2 separate regions of the Mus musculus genome follow, and region 2 is linked to region 1. A link is a contact called in public targeted proximity ligation data. All regions are on one chromosome and are shown on one strand. The core of a region is the stretch at or near the end of the contact, and the rest is flanking DNA. Distances in the headings are between cores, read along the strand shown.

What was found.
Region 2: a contact with region 1 is called in a targeted proximity ligation map of large pre-B cells, with 3 times the contacts expected there.

Annotation. Positions count from the first base shown.
Region 1 is chr19:6,486,097-6,489,560 of GRCm38.p6, forward strand. It overlaps Nrxn2 (neurexin II), which reads left to right. Exons shown (of 23, transcript NM_001205234.2): 12 at 2,688-2,714. Among named protein-coding and RNA genes, the nearest start is that of Gm52381, 9.4 kb to the right of the region's middle.
Region 2 is chr19:7,086,769-7,090,215 of GRCm38.p6, forward strand. All of the region lies in intron 3 of Macrod1 (mono-ADP ribosylhydrolase 1), which reads left to right. It also overlaps 5730409K12Rik and a transcript of Flrt1 not described here. Among named protein-coding and RNA genes, the nearest start is that of Flrt1, 17 kb to the right of the region's middle.

The DNA of each region.
Region 1 (3,464 bases), core at 80-2,579:
CTCGGTTCTCACTGGTTTTGCTCTTGTGAGCCTTCCTCACGTGTTAAGTCACAGGGATGCACATGACATCTCAGAGCCCTTTAGCTCCTGGGGCCACGAGAGCTCACTGCCTTCCCACCAGGGGCTGGACAGTGACTGTCTATAGGCTGGGAGCCTGAGTAAAGATGGCACCAGGGCAGGTGCTCTGTGCGATGCCTCTTGAGAGATGGGGCTGTGTTATTGAGTTTCCTTGAGTGGATCTGGAAGCTCTGCCTCCACTCCACCTCCACCCCTGGAGAAACAGTAACCGGAAGAGTTAACAGTAACCTGGAAGTGCCTTGGACCAAACCAGGAACCATAACCATTCATTTCTCTCTGTAGATTGCTTCTCCTTCCCTTCCCCTCGCCTTGTCCTCCCCCTTTCCCTTACCCTCCCCTCCTCTCCCCTTGCCCATCCCCTCCCCTTCCCCTCCTCCCTTCTTCTCCCCTCCCTTTCCCTCCTCTCCCTGTCCCCTTCCCTCCCCCTCCCTGTCCCCTTCCCTCCCTCTCCCCCTCCCCTTCTCCTTTCCCCTCCCCCTCCCCTCTCAGGCTCACGTCATCAGCCCCATCTCTATGTCCAGCATCAGCATGGCCACCCATTCTGTGCTCCCCTCCCCCTTCCTCTTCCATTCCCTCCCTCCCCCTTCCCTCTCAGGCTCACACCATCAGCCCCATGTCTATGTCCAGCGTCAGCATGGCCACCCATTTTCCACTCTCGAGGCATCGGCTGCTGGCCGGGGGCGGGGGGGGGTGTTACTGATTATCACACTCTGAACAGCATTTTGGGGATATGTGGTGGAAGGGCTGCTTTCTCCAGCCAGCTCTGTCCCTGCTTTGCTCGGGGAGCCCCCTACCCCCCTAGATACCCATCTTGAAGGAGGCCCTTGGGAGACATCACTGCAGGGTAGGCTGGAATTGTCACCTCTTCTCTGGACAGATGGACACCAACACTCCTTGAATCTCCTCTCCTTGGGACAGGAAAGTCGAGCTCCTCACTTGGCTCTGTTCCCTTACAGGACACTGACCTCACTTCCAGCCCCTTTTTTTCTTTTTTGGACCCTTCATTGGTGAAGACTCTGCTGGCTTGGAGAGAGCCCCTGGGACCTGACTCCAGGGCCTGGCACCCTTCCCCTCATCCTCACAGCCTCCTTCCCCTCATCGTTCCTGGTTCTTCCTCTTTATTTATTTTTTTTTCTCTGCCTTTCTCAGCCTCTTCTCTCCGTGACCCCATGCTTCCTCTTGTGTCTGTCCTTTGACCTCCCACTGCTCCCTGGGTGCCCAGGCTGTGGCTCGGGGTCCCTGCTGCTCCTCCCACTCTGCTGTGGTTGACAACGCGTGTGGAGCTCAGCTGTACTGCCCCAGGGCCCATGACCCTCAGAGCCACAGTGGGTGTTTGTTTACCGCCACTGCAGGAACCTTCCGAGGCCCAAGGGATGCCAGGTGCATCCAGGGCCACGGTGCACCCGGGCAGAGCTTGTTCATGGAGAACCCACATGGGCGTCACTCTTAGCCAGGGTTAAGGATTGTCTACTCTCTGAAAGACCAGGGTCAGAGCAGGGCACACCTGTAACCTGCTAGCCTCACAGCAGTGAGGAAGAGATGCCCAGGCTCAGCGAGAGCTGTCTGAAGTCACTCAGTGTGTATAGGACTGAGGCAAGGACCCAGCACCCACAACCACACCTCCAGCCCCACCCTCCAGCCCCAGGCAGTCCCATCACTCCAAGCCTGGCCAGGGCTTTGGACTTATTAAGTGGTATAGAACAAATGACCCAAGACTGTCTCCTTGAAGGCTAGCTGACTCCCACCAACCAAAGGGTTGATCAGAGGCTCCTGCTGGCCTGAGATGTAGGCTCTGTGTAGACATGGATTTTCTAACTTTGTGAAACCCTTCCAGCTTTGAAACTGGGGACAGCCCAGGCCAGGATTGAGAGCCTTTGCTTATCAGTGACTTGCATTGTGCCTAGAAGTCACATTTTGCAGATCTTGGTGTCCCTATGGAAGGCCTTGGCTCCTTAGAAAAATTGACAAAATACTCGTTCTGCAGGGTGGCGGAGTTCTCGGTGCCCCCAGGGCAGGGACAGATAGAAGGAAGGTTCCTGTTCAGGTGGCGCTGGCCTCTGGGGCTTTGGGAGGTTTATGGCCTTAGGAAGGGGGCCCTGGGGCAGACCCCTGTTTTGGGCTTAGAGCTTGAGGAGTGACATGTCACACCTGAGCTCTAAGCAGGGTGTCGTCCCAGAGCAGGGGATGCAGGGGCCCTGGCCTTCCTTACCCATCTCCCTCCTAGTGATTGGGTAGATGTGGGGTCGGTCAAGCCCTCATCCCCTGTATCCCCTGTACGGCTGGGATTGCCAAGGTGCCCGTCTCCCTTAGACATGAGAGGCCTGGGCCCCTCCAAAAGGGGACACAAGCCCTCTTCCCACCACCTGACTGCCCTGCCTCTTGGCGCTAGGAAGGGTTGGAGCCCTCTTGAGGGCATGAAGGACATGGGTCCAACTGAGGACGGGGAGAGGGCACCTGGGCACGCGTGGTCCCCAGAAAGTGGCCCTAGGGGGAATTCCCGCCTGCAGATACCCCTCCCTGTGAAGGATGTAAAAAAAAAAATTACACACAAAACCTTGTTTTTGCCTTTTTTTCTCCCTCCCCCTCTGCCCACCCCATGGCCCCCCCAGACTGCCTGCGCGTCGGCTGCGCACCCAGTAAGTGGCTTGCCTCTTCTTTTGCAGCGACCCAAGAGGTCTGGGAGGCTGGACATTGGGGTTTAGGGAGAAAGGGATGGAGGGAGGGGGAAAGACAGTTTCATTATTGGCTTGCAAGGGGTTGTGGGGAGGGGAACAGGTATGGGGGTGGGATGGGGAATTGTGGAGGGCAGGATGGACAAAACAAAGCAGAACCAGGAAGAAGTAGTTGGTAAGGATGGTTATGGATTCTGGGAAAGGGAGAGCCAGGGCACCTTGTTGCCCAAGTCAGTAACAGGAGGAAGAAATCTGGAGCTAGGCAGCACCTGGTGCGAGAACATAAAATCTGTAGACTTAATGATGCATCTCCACCAGTGGCCACAAGGGGGCAGGCGAAGTACATGGGAAGGACGATTTGGGTAGGAAGGGTGGGGGTGTGCCCAGAGCCTCAGAGTCTTTTAAGTCGTTGTAATGCCTGAGTCTGCAGAGTTCCTGCAGGACTCAGAGTTGGCCAGTGAGGGCTGTAAGCAGGAATTAGAAGGGAGGCCAATGTGGACAGGCCCAGGTCTCTCTGTCACTGAGCAAAGAGATCTGGACATGGAAGGCACAATTGTGTCATAGTGTGGTGCACACACCTGAGGCCCTTTAAAGCCAGCACCCCAAACCCCAGGCAGACAGCGTTAGGGATCCAGGGGTAGCCCAGAGGTGCTGCCAAACCCAGAACACCTGACAGATGTGGGTGTTGACAATCATATGTCAATCAACTGTCAA
Region 2 (3,447 bases), core at 758-3,257, 600 kb after region 1:
TGAGAGACCCTGACATTGTGGATGTGGTGGGCATGAGCAGGGAACAAGGGACATCTTCAGGGGCTGAATGCGAGGGTCACCGGTGGGGCAAGCACATGCTCCCAAATGCCAGGCTGGGCAGTTCTGCTCTTATCTGGGTGCCCACGTGGATGCCAGAGCCTCTTAGGGAATAATCCTCAGCTTTTATTAATAACTCTTCCAGTGAAGACCCTCCCCACGTCTGCACGTGTCAGGGGGCTGCCCTACATGGCTGACTTAAGCTTCTGCTGAGCTGTCCCCCCTGTTCCAAGCCCCCTTTCCTGGTCATTACAGATTCTTTTTAGTTGTCTTGTTTTGGCTTTTTTCTCTTTGCTCCCCCTGCAACAAGGTCTCAAGTAGTTTAGGTTTAGGTTGTGCTCAAACTCCTTACGTCGCCATGGATGACCTTGAACTCCTGATCTTCCTGCTCCACTTCCCAAGTGCTGGGGCTACAGGTGCCATCGTACCTGGCTCTTCAGCAGATTCTGCCCAGGAAATGTATCAAACCCAAGAGTCTCTGCTCAGGCTGCTACCCCACCTGCCAGTGGACCCCCAACAGCAAAGCGACTCCCCACGACCCCCAAACCAGGCCTGAGATTGTTCAGGAAGAACATTTGAGACACCTAGCTCCTGATGCGCTGGGCTGCTGAGCCCACAGTCAGCAGCAGAGATGACTGTAAAATTTAAATCTTTCTATTTATTTCAAGAAAGGACAAGGCAGGTGGACTTGGACATTTTATATGAAACAGACAAACAGAAAATAGGACCAATTAATTAGTCACATTCATCTCAACATTGAAGTTTCAAGGCACCTACATTGAAGGAGGCCAAAGGGCGGTTTGGAGTGCACTTTGGTTTGTGTTGTTGTCGTGGTGGTGGTGGGGTGTTTGTGTCGCCATTTTCTGAAAAACCCTTGTCTAGTGGTAGAGTCGGAGTGAAGCAGGTGGGCCATGAGGCTGGGTGTAGCCAGGCCTTCCAGGGAGCAGGACCTCCATCTGCCTGCCAGTTCCCAGCTGCAGCTGCTGCCTGAAGGGGGTACTCAGACCCCTCCCCCCAGACCGTTCCGCCCTTCAGAGAAAAAGAGAGGGGTGAGCATCCAACAGGCTTCAGGGGTCCTAGTCTGGCTGAAGCAGAGCTTGGAACATGGGCAGTTCAGGGTCTGCCTCATTGCCTTGGTCTGGGTAGGCAGCCCACCTTTAGCATCCCCAGAGGTTGGCCATGGCCACCTCAGAACTGGGGACCAGGCTATCCTTCCCAATACCTGTTCTCCCTTACTTGGCAATACCAACAGGCATCCTTTGTATCCCGGGAGGAGAGCTCTGCCAAAGCCCCCACTCTGCAGTGCTTACGTCAGGTCAGGAGAGGGGTCCTCTGAAGCAGCCCTGTACCTTTGCCTTCCTTGCTCACACCTGCTGGTGGCACCAGCTAGCACAAGCACAGGTCTGCAGAGCCTGATTGGTTGACTCCCAGCCTCCAGATCTCCCCCTTTTTCTCTCAGATGAGCCTCCTCTACTGGGCCCGTGTTTTCCTCCTGACAACCCTCAGTCTCACTGGAGGGGCTGGAGGAACCAGGTCCTCACTTTTACACTATACCCTAGATACCCAAGTGGCTTATTGGTTAAAGCCATTCTCAGACGGTCATGCTGGACTGGGGGGAAATGCCTAAGGCTACTTTGGGGTTTTGTGGGTAGGGCTTCCCCACTTTGTGCCCAGAACCTTCAGAGATGGGACTGGTCACAAGACGGGTAAGGGGCGGGGGACCTGCTACCTCGCCTTCCATCTAAGGCAGGTTGAGAGCTGTTTGGAACCATGGGCCCCTGGGGGAATGAGCAGCGGCAGCCCCGGGCCTGCTGCGGCTTTGATTGTCGGTTCATGTCGTGCTTGTTTTTCTGTCTTGAAGAGAAAGTCTGATTAGTTCCTCCAGGCGGGTGGCTGGGGTGCGGGGACTCTGCAGGGGTGGCAGGCATGACAGGCTGTTGCCTTGGATCTTGTTTCTTATACCCCGCCCTCCTGGGTCTCTCTAGTTTTCTGCCAACCCCCCTCACCTACTTGATGCAAATCTTGGAGAAGGGAAACTGAGTCACCCATTCAGGCTGTGGTGCTGCCAGATCTCACTGAATCTTCATTTCCCATCTGCTAGAGATACACCAATCCCGAAGCAAAGCAGGGCCAGAGGCTTCTGGGAGGAGTTTCCCAGGCGAGACCCTCTCCTGGCCAGACCACCAGCCAGGTGCAGGACAGAAGGACCCTCACTGCCAGCCCTCAGGCCTTTCCCATGAATAGACAGATGGCAGGTGGGAAGAGAAGGTGGTAAGGGGTTCCAGGTCCCCTGCTGGTCCTCGGTTCCCAGGTGTGTGGGTAGGGAAACCAAACTACTGCTAAGTTGACTTGATGGTGACTCTGTTTTGGGAGTGGGGCTGTGTGAAGCCGGGGCTGATCCACCCGCCTGCTAGGCACAGTGCCCACCACATACCCACAATTCCCTCCTGGCACAAGCTGGACCTCTCAGCAGCAAGGAATTCTGACAGTGGTTTCAGAGAGCCCAGAGTGGCTTCCAGGAGCAGGAGCAGCCCCAGGCTAGAAAGCTGTCTGCACACGGGTCAAGAGAGACATGGAGAGAGTTGGTGCCCTTTCCTCGTGTGGCACACTCTGCAAGCCCCTCATGATAGGAGTAGCCCCAGGGACAATGAAATTCCCAGAATCAGGGGGGAAATACATTAAAATCTAAAAGAGGTAGAGACAGGAGGATCAGAAATTTATGGTATTCTTAGCTACATAAAGGGTTCGAAGCCAACCTGGGTTATGTGAGACCCTGTCTCAAAAAAAAAAAAAAAAAAAATTAAAGGAGGTAGCATGGGGCATCAGAAGTCCAGTGCCAGACTCAAAACATCAGGGGTGGGAGTGGGGTGGAGAAAAAGGGAAAAAAAGAAAGGCGGGAGGAGAGAAAGGGAGCCATTTTGCCAGTTGTTTTAAAAGAAGCCAATGTGGATATTTCACATAAATGATTGGGACACTTCAAAAGAATCGGTAAATGCCTAAAAACTGGTGAGCATTCCAAGAGAGCCCCAGGCACCATCAGCTGGCTGTGATGGACGGACTGGCTGGCAGGCAGTGTTGAGACTATAGTTACTCCTGGGTGTGAGGCAGCTGGGCTGGAGGGAACAGGTCCAGGGACATCCTGGGGCGTGCAGTGCTGAGCCCAGCATGTGTCTTGTCAGTGTCCCTCAGTACCTGCTGAGCACAGACTGGGGAAGGATGTCTTTGTACATCCTGTCCTGGAGGTTGTGATAAAGCAAGCGTGGGAACCGGAATCTTCTAGACAAAGACCCAGGCCTTAGCTCAGGCTGTAGAGCTGTGGGTCACATCCTCAGATAACGCTTGGGTGCTTCATGGGACGCACAGGCCACCGTCTGCTTCCTTTGTTGGGCC